3 separate regions of the Ovis aries genome follow, and regions 1 and 3 are each linked to region 2. Evidence: chromatin contacts called from public Hi-C data. All regions are on one chromosome and are shown on one strand. The core of a region is the stretch at or near the end of the contact, and the rest is flanking DNA. Distances in the headings are between cores, read along the strand shown. Region 1 has its middle 15 kb from the start of TLR8. Region 2 has its middle 100 kb from the start of TMSB4X. Region 3 holds the start of TMSB4X (thymosin beta 4 X-linked).

Region 1 (4,365 bases), core at 1,619-4,118, 120 kb after region 2:
AGAACGGCTGCGAGAGGCCACCAAGCGCCAGGCAGCATGCTCACACGCCCACAGGGCGCCCGCCCTTGCAGACTTCTCTTCCTAATGGACTCGATGGACAGTAAATTTACTTCAAATAAAGCACATTCGTTTTAAGTTTCCGTCCATGGATGTGGATGACCATGTGCACCAGTGTCACCATCATCCCAGTTGCTGGAGATACAAAATATTTCCGTGGCCCTAGAAAGTTCCTTGCCTCTCGGCCATTTGAGAGACTTGGCTTTAAATGACGCCCTCCTGGGTGAAGCTTTGACTTCCTGAAGCAGAAGGCAGTTTCCCCACACCCCCTGCCTCGGGAAAATCTTCTGTTGTGACGATTGCTCCCCTTGTTGCCATCTGTCTGCTTGCTCCCTGTCAGGCCTGTTTCCTTAGGGCGGGCCTAGGTTTTATTTCTGTTTCTATCTCTGGGACAGACACCTATCAGCCCTGAGGGAATAAGGCTTGCTGAATGCTTCCAGGGCAGAGTCGAACCCTGCAAGTAGGAAGATGATGAATCCAGATAGTTCCTCTTCCAAGGCAGGTAGAGATCGGGTCGTCTTCCCCTCTCCCCTGTGACCTGGCTCAACGCAGATTTCTGATCTTTCAGTGGTCTCTGTTCATCAGGAGCCTGTATCAGTAAACAAAAGAAGTTTCGAGCATCAAGCCCTAAGCCCCTGCACCCGCCCCAAGCTGTGCAACTGAGGGGATTCAGGCTGGAGACAAGCAGGATACTGGCCCTGAGGTGCACATCAAAGGAATGATTTCAGTGAGCCCAGACTCTTGTATCTTCTCATACTTAGGAAAGCACCAAATTCATTAACTGGAGATGTCTGGTTTTCTTTATCAGTAATCTTTTGACGTGCTGACTACTTGGCATTTTTGCATAAACTACTATATTTCCTGGCTCCTCCCTTACCTCTTGAGAGCACTTCTGCAGAGTGATTTGAGAGGCTGTGATCTGGGCCTAAGTCCTCAGTTTGTCCACTGAATTCTCAACTTTTAGGTTGTGCTTTCTCTCTCTCTCTCTCTCTCTCTCTCTCTCTCTCTCTTTATTTTTCAGTCAACAACCCCATGTGGGAGGACCAGCCCATGAGTCCTTCTTTCCAGGACAAGCAAAAGGCTTAATCCACCCTCGTGACCATAGTGTCAGCTGATGGTACCTTCATTCCCACTGACAACAGAGAAGTAATAATAAAGATGATATAACTTATATAGATGCTTCTGATCTTCAGTGTCATTCAGGATCATTGTAGAAAATCTGGAGAATATGATAACTGACATTTATGGGCTGCTTATCAAGCATGCCAGGGACCAATTCAAGCAATGCTCATTTCATTTTTAGAACAAGGTAATGTGGTAGGCATGACGTAAGAACTAGCATTGTTAACCACCCCCCGCCACACACACACACACACACACACACACACCCACCCACCCACCCACCCACCCACCCACCCTTCATAGAAAGGAACCACCTAACTTGTCCAAATCCCATGGCTAAGAAGTGGGAGCTGGGATCTCAATCCAGGCATTTGGGCGTGAGGTGGGCCACTACCCAGGCCCCTTCCAAGTGTAAGAGAAAACTCTGGGAGAGATTCGGAAGAACACTCCTTTTTTCATTCATTTTCTGATTTTGTTTTAACTGCATAGTTTCTTTCCTCTGAAATTGACAATTATTGTCATATGATATAATTACATACAAGGAACACAATCAAAGAACTGATAATACCTCTGGAAACTGGAATATTCAGAGGGAAAAATCCAAATTGAGAAATAAGTGAATGTATAGCCAGTGACAGCTGTTCTTTTCAGGAAGTGAAATCAATTTTTGTCTTCTCAAAGAATTTCTTCTTCCTGAAGAAATGTATCCTGTTTACTACGGGCTCAAAGGCTAAGTGTGTGTAGGTGATGACACCCCAAGACAGGCCTGAGGTCCCCCAAATGAGAGGCCAGGTCATCAGGCCTCAGCAGCTTTTCCTTTTCCCCCTATATGCAGATGGTAACCCAAACTCATCATTTTGACTTGCCTGAGCTTGGGAAGATCCCCTGGAGGAGTGCACGGCAAACCATTCCAGTATTCTTCCTGGGAAATCCCATGGACAGAGAAGCCGGGCAGGCTATAATCTATAGGGTCACAAAGAGTCGGACATGACTGAAACGACTTTGTGCGTACACATACACACACACACACAGAAGTTGTACATTTCTCCCCATTTCCCTGCCTCTGCCCCCAGAGCCCCTCATCATTGTGCTCCTAGGGTGTCATCAGAACAGCTTCCTCCAGTCCATGCTCATGCCCAGGGCTGCCCTGTTCCACACAGCCCCTCAGGAGAGTTCTCTGACCTGTGTCTACATCACCTCCTGCGTCTAAACCTTCCAGTATGTTTCGAACGTATGCTATTTACCAGCATGCTTCTGCTTCCTGCAAGTCCCCAGACCTGCAGTCACAAGGGTACCTCATCCCTCATGCATATTCCTCTCCATTGCCTCCACTTCCAGATCACTGCATACACCATTCCCGCTGCTAAGAATGCACGAGTCTGGGGGGTGGGGTGGGTTGCAGGGGGAGGAAGGCTCAAGAGGGAGGGGACATAGATAGGATTCTGACGGATTCCCCTTGATGTGCAGCAGAGAGCACCACAGCATTGGAAAGCAATTAGCCTGAGGGAAAAAAAAGCATGCTCACTTCCAACCTGTAATTGTCCTGACTCTGACAAGCCATGTAACTATAAAATAAAAATAATGGTGAAGGGCATAGAACAGGGTGGGCAACACTAGGAGTGAGCAATAAATGAGACACATCTTTTCACTCTGTCTCACACAAGAGGAAACAGAGCCTCAGTGAGTTCATCAGCAGCCCATGGATGTCACGTGACAGAAAGTGACGCAATTCACTTTCACTTCTCTGTGAATGTGAACTTTCCTACGTAGCCCTGACTTTTCTCAGCACGTGATCACATCTGCTCTCAGTGCATTAACTGTGTGACAGTAGCCAAGACCTGTTCATACCTTTTTTACTCCTTTTTATAAAGCCTTGAAAGTAATCCAAGCACACAGCTGGCATTTCTCACATTTGATAAATGAGGGCAGAGTAAATAAGTGACTAGCCTAAAGGCTCAAATCCAATTATCAGCTTTGCTGAGACAAAGATGGCGACATCAGAGTCTGGGGCTCCTATAACTCATTCATAACGCTGTCTGGAACCAGAACCTTTCTTCCTCCCTGCAGATTGCCCAACAGGACACACACTGGTCTGGGGGAAAGGCTACTTCTGGGGCTGATGGGTAGGTAGTCTCGATCTTTCCTGCAGCTCCCAGACTGCACTGAGGGAAGTGAGGGTTGGGAGGGAGGTAGCTCTAGACGCTACCAAGAGATGCTTTTAACTGTCGTGCAGCTGTGACAGCCCAGCCCTATGATTCTTGGTGATGATGAGGTACAGTAATATTGCTAATATCAGAGTCTAGCATTCATTCACACATTAATTTCACTCTGAATCGAGTTACTATGCTCTGGTCTTGGGAAAGTACCACGCTGGCAGAAAGTGATGCAAAAGTGAGGAGCAAACTCTCTTGCTGTCAGGGATTAGGGAGAAGACGGACAGGGAGGCCAAGAATTATAACCATACTGGAGAGGGAAATGGCAACCCACTCCAGTGTTCTTGCCTGGAGAATCCCAGGGACGGGGGAGCCTGGTGGGCTGCCGTCTATGGGGTCGCACAGAGTCGGACACGACTGAAGTGACTTAGCAGTAGCAGTATACCAGAGGGCCCCAAGCTCCGGGTCACAGACCAGTACCACCTGTCAGATGAGCTGCAGCACTGGATTAGAAGCAAACCTAGTGCGCCTGAATCATCCGGAAACCATCCGGAAACCATCCCGAGATCATCCCGCCCTCTCTCCGGTCGGAAAACTGTCTTCCACGAAACCAGTCCCTGGTGCCAAAAAGGTTGCGGACCTACATAAACGCTAAAAGCCAGGTATTACGAGAAACTCAGCGGGTAAAAGCAAAGGTATAGAAAGGGTGAGAGGGGAAAAAAAAAAAAGCCTCTCCCAGACGGTGGAAGCCAGTCCACTGTATTCCCTTCCGACGGCTGCTGTAGCAAATGACACGATTTCGGCGGCTTAAACACCACAAATATATTCTTACAGCTCTGGACATCAGAAGTGCCTCATAGGTCTCACGGGGCCACAGTCAAGGTGCTGGAGGGGTGTGTTTCTGTCTGAAGACGCTAGAGAAGAATCTGCTTTCTTACCTTTTGCAGCTTCTACAAGCCATCTGCACTCTTTGGCTTGCAGCTCCTTCCTCCATCTGCAAAACAGGAAGGTAGGGACTTCCCTGGTGGCCCAG
Region 2 (4,764 bases), core at 894-3,393:
CTCGTGGCCCCATCTCTCCACATGAGCAGTCTTCTCAATTTAGCCCCTCGTGTTTTGAAATCATGTGTCATTCCTTCCCCTCTCTCCTTCATATAAAGGCACTCACAATGGCATGTGTGGCCCACTCAGATAATGAGGGATCATCTCCCCATGTCAAGACCCTTAGCTTAACCACAACCGCAAAGACCATTCTTTTCCTTCATATTGGCTAACAGTTACAGGCTCCAGGGATTAGGACCTGACCTTTGTGGGGCATGACGTAGCCTACTACCTAGGGTCAGCCCCTACCTTGGTCCTGATGACTGTAACCAGAGGTGAACACTGACCTCTCTCTGTCAGGAACAAAGATGCAATGAGTTAAAATGTGTAGGGATGGCTCTGCCTTCTGCCTAGTTGTATGGGCTGCTGGCTTCCTGGTTGCAGAATGTCTCTTTGAAGAAGCCCCAAGTAGGGCTCCTTCAGAGCTGTGGGTGGGATGCACCGAACCAAGACTCTCATGCAGGCTTTCTCACCACAGCACTAGTGACACCTGGCGCCACATCACTGTTTGTGGTGGAGGATGGGGGCTGCCTTATGCACTATAGGCTGTTAAGCAGCATCCCGTGTCTCCACCCACTAGGTGACAGTAGCACCCTCTCCACCACTGTGACAACCCAAAATGTCTCCAAACATGGCCAAATGTCCCCCAGGGGGCCAAATTGCCCCAGCTGAGCACCGCTGCTCTGCAGGCAGGACGTGGGGGCCCGTGTGGTCACAGGGGAGGTTGGGCTACCTGGCTACCTCCCTCCTCTTCCTCAGTTTTGAGAACACAGATGGACCATGTTGCTGGGTCTCTGCTGTAGCCCCTGTATCTCTAGAATCACTGAGGACGACCTTCTAGAGGGGGTTTCCTGAGACTGGGGCCCTGGGTGGCAGGCTCCTCTCTGACCAGACAATTCTGGACACAATCTCCTAGGGGAATCACTGAGAACTTTCCCACCCTCAGGCCTGAGACAAGCTGAACAACCTCACCACTTTCCTTCCACAGGGTCCTGAGAGCTGGAGAAGGTCAATGTCTTAGAGATGGGGGTCCATGGCACCATTCTGGGGCTTCCCTGGTGGCTCAGATGGTAAAGAATCCGCCTGCAATGCAGAAGACATGGGTTTGATCCCTGGGTCGGGAAGATCTCCTGGAGAACTAAACGGCAACCCACTCTAGTATTCTTGCCTGGATAATCTCATGGACAGAGGAGCCTGGCTGGCCTCAGTCCATGAGGTCGCAAAGAGTTGAACACGACTGAGCAACACACAGGCCTCTCTGTTCCTACCTGTAAACACAGGAAAACATGTCAATGAAGTAGAGCGACAGAGCATTAAGGGTGAGGGGCGTGGGCAGCTGACGGCTGCAGTGGCCACTAACCTCCACTGCTTATTAACTCGCCTAGACCCCTTGGGAAAGTTTTTGTAAAATGTGGAGAAGCACAGGATCTTTGTGGGACTGTGGTGAGACTGAAATGAACAGTGCATATAAACTGGCTGATAAATATTAATATTCACTGGAAAAAGACAGAATGCAGTTTATCCTATTTGTGTCATTATCGCTCTACAAGATTTGATCATGCTTTTTAAATCAACCCTTAAGCAGAAACTTTAAAGGATGCATTTATTTCCCAGAGGCTCTGAGGAACGAGTCCCCTCACATCATAGATAAAATGCAGTAAAGCCTGTGACATGCCTTCCACATCCCCATCATCTCCTAAGCCACCTCTGGTTATTTAAACAAACCTAGTTTCTGTTTTCCATGTATTTTCAGGTAAATGCTATAAAGCCAGAAACTGCGATGGAAACTTTTAAAAATAAATAAATAAAAGTAAAAATTAAATTTTCTACACTGGCTCCTTTCTTCACTTTGAAGCTGCCCTGGACATTGGCGGGCAGGCCCAAAGGCATCAAGATAAAACGTCTTTCATAACGGGGAGAGACACACGCATACTTCTCAAAGCCTTGCTATTCAAGTGCATGTATTATAAATCTAGTTGAATGAAGCAAGATTACAGCCAAATATGGGCAGAAGAGGCTGCGAAACCTCAAATGTGATTGGCTTTTCTCAGTGCCCCAGAAAGAACATTGTGGTTTCAACGTCAGCCCCAGGAAGTCTTGAAATCAACCAAATGGTGTTTCGAACTTGCTTCTCATTATTTCAACTGGGGCCCCATCGCTATTGGCCACCAGAGGAGCTGAACCCCGGATCAAGGCTGACATTTTCAACCCTTGTTTGACAAAACATAATTAGCAGAAAAGCCACACCCCAGTGTCGGCGACATTTGAGTCTCTTTTTCGATCCCAGTGTTGAGTTGAATTTCAGTTTTCTTTCTTGCCACGCTGCCAATTTGTATTGCTGTAAGCCGACCAGCTTAAACACTCTGCAAAGCCAGCTACAGTTCAGCTGGTTTTCAAAGCTCCATTTACAAAGGCCAGTGCTTGTAAAAGGCTGTGGACCGGGTAGCTTCAGCTGGCCCCTCTCAGCGATGGCCTGAGATGATAAAATGCCTTGCAGTTTAAATTTCCGCCAAGTGTTTTAAAACATTGGCATTTGTTCCAAGCCTTGTGTAATTCTTTGTTATCGGCAACACAAGCACTCTCTTTGCTCTTGTGATCAGATCACGGGTCTCTTGCACAATCACCCCCAGGAACTCTGAAAGGATGCAGGCTGTTAACCCCAATCTGGTTCTGTGAGCAACCCAAGACCTCCTTAGACAACTATGCCATGGGCTAGGACTCCCTATCAACCATTTGCACACACTTTTGGGTCTCCTCCTTTAAACCTTTGATAAGAACCAGTTCAACCCCAAGGATCCCTTGGGAAGGTGATGGGTTTTATTATCCCCAGGGGAAAAACACTGATGCAGTCAGTTGTGGCCAGAAGCAAAAGAGGATGAGGACCAACCCTGAGCTGCCCAGTACATGGGGTGCACCAACTGAATGACCTCAAAGGTCAGCTTGTACATTTGCTTCCCTTTATGCCAGAGCTCATTAGGAACGCATGTGCCCTCCCCTTACTGAAACCTCAAACCCTCACTGGCTACCCTGTCATGAACCCTGACTTGAGTAAAGAAGTATGGCTTCGGAGGACCTAAGGGAACTTTTGGATGAGGTATATATCTCACTCACGTTCACGTTGAGGGTATTTTGTGTCAGTCTCTTTGGTAAAGTCAGTCATTCTGCCGAAATGGTCCTGGAAGGGTCATTTCCTTCTAAAACTACCTTAGGAAGCACCCTCAGCTGCACTTCTGATCAGTTTTCCTCTTGGATCTTGAAATTCCTGATTGAAAAGCACAAACCAGCTCCTTCGCTTGAGACACTGCATGGGCACTATTAGTCCTCAGTATCAAGGATCATTTGACAATAAAAATAAAGAAAACTTTAAGTGACTGTAAACTGGTATAGCCATTTTGGACAGTGATCTGACAATCTGCATCAACAGCCTCAAAAGTATTTACACTGTTTGTACTTGGAATTTTTATTTCCAGGGTCCTATGCTTGGCCAATATTCGGAGAAACAGGCTAAAGTCTCTGAAAAGAGATGTTCATTACAGTGTTGTTTATCCTGGAGAAAAATTGTAGACCTTTGGAGCATCCCCCAATAGTAATTTTTAAATACATATGGCATGTTCTTACAGTGAACATAGCCATCAATAACCAGGTTGTAGGAGATGGGGGGTAATGTAGCTAAATGACCTCATGACATGAGAAAAGGAAACAAAATTACATATCCAGAATAACCTAGGTTTGTAAAAGAGGGACAAGTGTTTATGAAAATATGCAGACGTAGAGAAAAGACACTAAAAGGAAATACTTCAAAATATTAACAGCAACTTTGGCTTGGCTGAGGATGAAGTTCATAAGGGCTTTCTGCCTTTGTTGTCATCATCGTGCTCTTCCGTGTGTTTCAAATTCCCTATAGGTCTTAAGAATTGTTTAAAAATCCATTTAGAAAAAGAATATCCTTGGTTAATGAATAACGTGAAAATGAGAGACAAGCAAGGGGCTAATAGTCCAGTGGACATGATGGAGGCCTTGAGGCCACGTGTAAGCTCTCCACTCTGCTGCTTATTACAGGGTCATGGTGATTCCACAGAACCTGTGCTGGAGGGGAGGGGAGGGGGCAGGCCCTCCTTTCACACTCAGATATGGAGACTGAAAGCACGCCCAGACCTGTGGAGAAGGAGGTTGGCCACTCTTGCATGTGAGCTGAGGGACAATGGACCACAAGCCTCCTCCTAGCTGACTGAGAGAATGCAGGAATTCCGAGCTGACCAGCAGAGACAGCCGACAAACAAGGCCAGGGCGGTCGATGTCCGGCCAAGACGGCCTTCTGTTTCCTTGAGTTCACACAGGGGAAGAGGAAGTCTTCATCAACCGCAGAGCACACTGAAGCAGAGCCTGAGAAGGGGCCCCAGAAGCCCCAACTGGGAACCTGTGGCTGTGGCCACGATGCCCTCTTAAGTCTTCAGGAAACTGCTCACCGTGTGCTCAGAACTTTGACAACGCTGGTCACTGATCACCAGAGGCTTGTCCTTAACAGCACTGAATACATGTCAACTGTCGTTTGTAAAAAGAGAAGCCTCCCCCATGCCTTAGGGATACACAGCTGACTTGGGAGGACTGATGTGGATGTTACATGAGGCCATGTTCTCCTCCTTGCTCTCTAATTAGTCTTTGGTGGGTACCAGACTCAGCAGAAGAGGGTGCAAGGCTTCTGGCCTCACAAACCACCTTGCCCTT
Region 3 (4,481 bases), core at 374-2,873, 100 kb after region 2:
GAAAAAGAAAAAAGATGGAGCGGGTGAAGATGCGAATTCAGTATAGCGTAACATAGGATTATAGCCCTTTCTTCTGAAAAGATCTCTCCTTATCATACAAATTCTATCAAGTACCAATAGGCATTCCATCATGAAATGCTTCTACGAAACAGAACATTTTTACAGATAAAAGGATACCGGCATCTGCATATTAATATGGAAAATTAAACACTGCATTAAATTATTAAACCCTATTGTTTGTTGGCTGCAGCAGTTTTAAATTAACCTTTGCAAGCCACCAGAATCAAAAAGCTGTTGACTCCTCCCGCACTCCCTACCCCCACCTCAATTCTTCTCCCAGCCCCTCCCATCCTCTCCTACCCACCCGGCCACTCCCGCTCAGCCTTTTCGAAAGGGGGGGTGTCTTACTTTCTTTCGAAGGCAGTGGATTTTTCTCTTGCGTTTCCGTTTTCTTCAATTTCGACTTATCGAACTTCTCAATCTCAGCCATATCGGGTTTGTCAGACATGGTTGCAGAGGGCGCTGCAGGTACAAAGCCAAGAGGTTGAGGGTGAGCCACCTACCCCTCGTCTTTCTGGGCTCAGAAAATGCGTTCTGCTTTCCTGTCTCCTGCCTGAAGACGCACTTTTAACTCCTTCCACTTTCATTCAGGGCTAAACATCTTCCTCTTTCTACAGGAAAAAAAAAAAAAAAAGAGCGCTTTCCCGCTGCCTTTAGGATTTCAAAACGCGAGGGGCCAAATTGGGAAGACCGCCCACGTTAGGAGGCGGAATCTCTCGCAAGCGTGAAATTAATCACCGCCGATTAATGGCGGCGTTTCAACATAAAAGTGAAGTCATTTCAAGTTTAAGGGGAAGAAAATCGAGTAAGATTTCTGAAAATGAAGCCAAGGCTGCACAAAATGTTTTTTTCTATACTTGGCCTCTTCCCCAAAGATGCGAGCCGTGCGGCTTTCTTTTCTTCTCACAAAGGCGGCAGCTGCGGCCGGGCGCCACCGACCACCGCCCTCCCCGCTTCCTCCCTCTCGCCAACAATGCAGCCAGCCGCACACAAAGCTAGATCGATTAGGATCTCCATTTAGGAGCAATTCGGCAGCCCTGCACACGTCCCCCTGCAAGAAGGACCTTTTCCAGATTTCATAATATAGCCCCGCAGCCCTAAACCTAACAGATACAGCCCACGAAGCCACCGGAGGCGAAGAGAAATAACTGTGAGTCTGAAGCTCCGGGCTTGGGTGGGTGTGAATTGGAACAAAGGATCTTTCTATTCCTGATTCATCACCGCCTAAGAGGCTATGCAGAATGCCTTTGAGGGTAGGAAAGAGAAAAAAACTATTCCCTTCCAAACGGCAATAGCAAAAAGCCAGTTTTTAAAAACATATTTAAGAGTCACCGAATTCCCGACCCCGTTACCCATCTGAACGGTCTGGCATTCCCCATGCTCCCGAAGAGCAGCATTTTCCCAGACGACCCCTCGCGCTGGGTTTCGGGGTTGCGGGCGGCGAGGGGGCGAGCGCGGGGCGGGAAGGGGTGCGGAGGGCAGGAGGTAGAGGGCCCCGGGGCTCACCGGAGCGAACTGCGAGCGAATGAAGTCGGGTCTGCGCTGTGGCCGCCGCCGAGTGCCGAACGGGGCGCGGCGGGCGCAGCTATATGCGCGCTCCTATGCAAATGGAGTGACGTCATCTGCCCGCCCGCTTAACTCCTTAGCGCCGGGTTTCGTCTCCGGAACGGCGTCCGGGGCCTGCATGGCGTTGGGGGGGCCCCGCGTCCACCCATGCACCAAGCCACGACGAGGGCGGCAAAATAAAGCGCGTAAAGCGCCCTCTCCCCGCCGCACTTCCTTCGTAACGTATCCCCCACCCCTTTATGTCGGTTCTAGCTGCGTGGATTTTTGCAGCGGCCGCGAAAACCGGCCCCTGGGGATCCGAGCGTGATAACTAAGGGCCTGGGTGGTACCTAGCGGGACAGGCATTCCTTTACTGTGAAACTGCCTTTGTCCGTGGCAGACATCCCCCAGCCGGGGTGCAGTATGCCTCGCCCCGCGGCCTCGCCCACTTGCAGGGCTGCGATTCCTGTGACTCAGCTTTCAGACCAGTGGAAGCCCTACGCCCCACCCTGGCCCTCTTTGTCTCGCTAGCATTCTCCTAGACTTGACTGAGAAGTAAAGCACCCTTAAGTGATTTTTTAAAAGAAAATTTTCTCACTGAAACACGCCTATTCTTTTTCAATGCTGTAATTGTGGTGGGCACCCAAACCAAATAACCGGAGTATTTGCGAGTTGGTAGTGAATTTTTCGGGGTTTATTGAGTACGTCGCCTCCCTCTTAGAAAAATTAAGTCTCAAGTTCAAGCTCTGCTATTGACTTGCTGCCGGACCAGGGGGAAGTTCCTTTACTTTCCTGTTCCTTATTTCCCTAAATTATAAAAGTGATTGCCAAGGAGGCCCGGGTACAAGGCCAAAGGCTGCGATCCCATTATGTCTAAAACCTGAATATTAAATTGAAAAGGCGAACTCTATTTCGAAGGGAGTCTTTTGAGCAGGATTCCATTTTGAGGTGCGTATCTGAGTTATATCCGGAAACATGGGAGCTCGAGGTAGACTGGAGCAGTTTTCAAAATGGCACCTGACTCTGTGAACACGAGGGACCCCCGCCCCTTGCGGCTGAAACAAGTTACAAATACCATGGGGGTGGGGCTGCCCAAGGCCTGTGAAGGGGAAAAAAGCCAGGTTGGGTTTTCAGATAAAGCAGTTAGCGCAATGCTGCCCCACTCCTTCTCCCTCAGAAAATGTTTCTAGAAACCTCTTATTAATCTCGTTTATGGCCGAGGCTTTTGTCTCACTGGGGATTAAAATCAATTGTTCTATAGACTCTTAACAGCCACTGCAGGAGCACCTCCGACTTCCCCATTTCTTCATCCACTAGACTTCCTTCTTCGTGGTGGGGGGCAGGTGACCGTCTGGTTCCCCAGTTCCTGCTCCGTCGGCGGGCAGCCATTCTGCTCCCGAACTGGGGGCACTGAGCCTTCAGGCAGGCACAGGATGTCACCTCTCTGGTTCCGCGTCCCTCTGACCTTCCCCTAGTTGACTGGTTGGTGAGTCCACTTCATCGTGGAAACTCAGGGTGGATTTGGGGCCCTTTTCAGTGGCAGCTGCTGCGTGCCAACACCATTTCTCTGGGGTTTGGAGAGTCCAGTTCCCCTCACCCAGCCGCTGTCAAAAATCACTTCTTTCCTCCTCAGTCTCCTGATCACAAGGGGACGCCACTAAGGCTCCCCACTTCTCCCTGAGACCTTCTCCTCAGAGAGGGATAGGCCTTGCAGAGGCAATGCAGAAGTCTGCAGAAGCCTGGAGCATTTTTCCAGTTAGGTAATGGCAGCTTTCCTGCTGCCTGTCTGTCTAGATACCGATAGAAAGGAAGGGAGAGTGGGAGGCGGCTCTCTAAAAGGAAGAGAGGGCCGAGTGTTGGCCCTGACGTCCTGACTTGCCTGGGGTGCTAGAAAGAATGGAAGGGGCAGCAGGAGGCAGATGGAAGCAAATGCGAACTCAAGGAATATTCTTCAGAGTTGTGTGACCCTGGCCTATGAATTCTGTGTTTTCTAGTCTGTGAAATGGGCTTGGTCAGTCCTTAACCTCTCAGGGTTGCTGGGAGACCAAAATGCTTCAGACAGTGTGTGACACTGTTGTTATTGTTTTGCTTTATATTATTATTATTTAGGATGGAAGGTTGAGAGGAAAAAAAAAGATTAGTGTTTGGAATTGACTGCATATTTTGTATTAGTTCTTTGTCTTATAAAGGACCAGTTGACTGAGATTTTCATGGGATCTTTTGCTAATTTTTCAGCCGATAAAAAATAATTCTGGGCAGGCATTGTAATAGGGGCTTTACATGTGTTTTCACCTTTCCTGCCCAGGGACTTTCCATGAGGAGAGATTTACAGGTGGGGAAACTGAGGCTTAGAGATCCAGGGCTGTGAAAACTCAGCCAGTAGCAACTCTGTGGTACTTATGCTGAGAAAATTCTTCAGCCCCAGACCCCAAGTCTGCACCTCAGACCCATCAGGAAGAGCGTGGGGCAAGCTGTCTTGTTTCCCACAATGTCTGGTTATGTAGTAGTTGCTTAGTTAACAGTGAAAGACGACCTGGGACTAACTGGCGCCTGACTCAACTCCACTCTGCCCCTGTGACTCAGGCCACTGTGCTTTCTTCGCTTCAGTCCTTTCAGTATTGATGTTTTAGACGTCAGGGGGTCGTTCCTGCCTCCTAGAAGCTGCTGTCTGTAAGTGGGTTAGCATGTGCTGGGCCACCACTGGAGGTGGGAGGTCTCAAGACCAAGAAAAGGCTCGTGGTTTGGAGCACGCAGGAACATTAAGCAGGATATGCCCGACACTCTCCAGCAAAAGCTGAGGAGACAGCCCACCCCGCCCTGGCCCTGCCTTCCTCATCCTGGGGTCACAGACCCCGTGCAGACCGTGCGGAGAGAGA

The links. A called contact is a pair of places that touch in the nucleus more often than the background predicts.
Region 1: a Hi-C map of liver shows a contact between it and region 2, with 5 times the contacts expected there. The contact joins two enhancer-like sites. A contact is called at or near these places in 3 of 16 Hi-C or Micro-C datasets (blood, liver and skin fibroblasts).
Region 3: a contact with region 2 is called in a Hi-C map of liver, with 3 times the contacts expected there. The contact joins the promoter of TMSB4X here to the enhancer-like site in region 2. A contact is called at or near these places in 9 of 16 Hi-C or Micro-C datasets (blood, hypothalamus, liver and 2 more).

Annotation. Positions count from the first base shown.
Region 1 is chrX:10,999,229-11,003,593 of ARS-UI_Ramb_v3.0, reverse strand. No RefSeq gene overlaps it. Among named protein-coding and RNA genes, the nearest start is that of TLR8, 15 kb to the right of the region's middle. Within about 2 kb of position 2,868, at least 17 of the 54 cell types and tissues checked have an H3K27ac peak or open chromatin away from gene starts, as enhancers often do. A contact at or near this core is called in liver, where this site is marked.
Region 2 is chrX:11,115,785-11,120,548 of ARS-UI_Ramb_v3.0, reverse strand. No RefSeq gene overlaps it. Among named protein-coding and RNA genes, the nearest start is that of TMSB4X, 100 kb to the right of the region's middle. Within about 2 kb of position 2,143, at least 18 of the 54 cell types and tissues checked have an H3K27ac peak or open chromatin away from gene starts, as enhancers often do. A contact at or near this core is called in liver and tail adipose tissue, where this site is marked.
Region 3 is chrX:11,014,640-11,019,120 of ARS-UI_Ramb_v3.0, reverse strand. It overlaps TMSB4X (thymosin beta 4 X-linked), which reads right to left and starts at 1,623. Exons shown (of 3, transcript XM_042241565.1): 1 at 1,413-1,623; 2 at 409-522. The coding sequence starts at 1,416.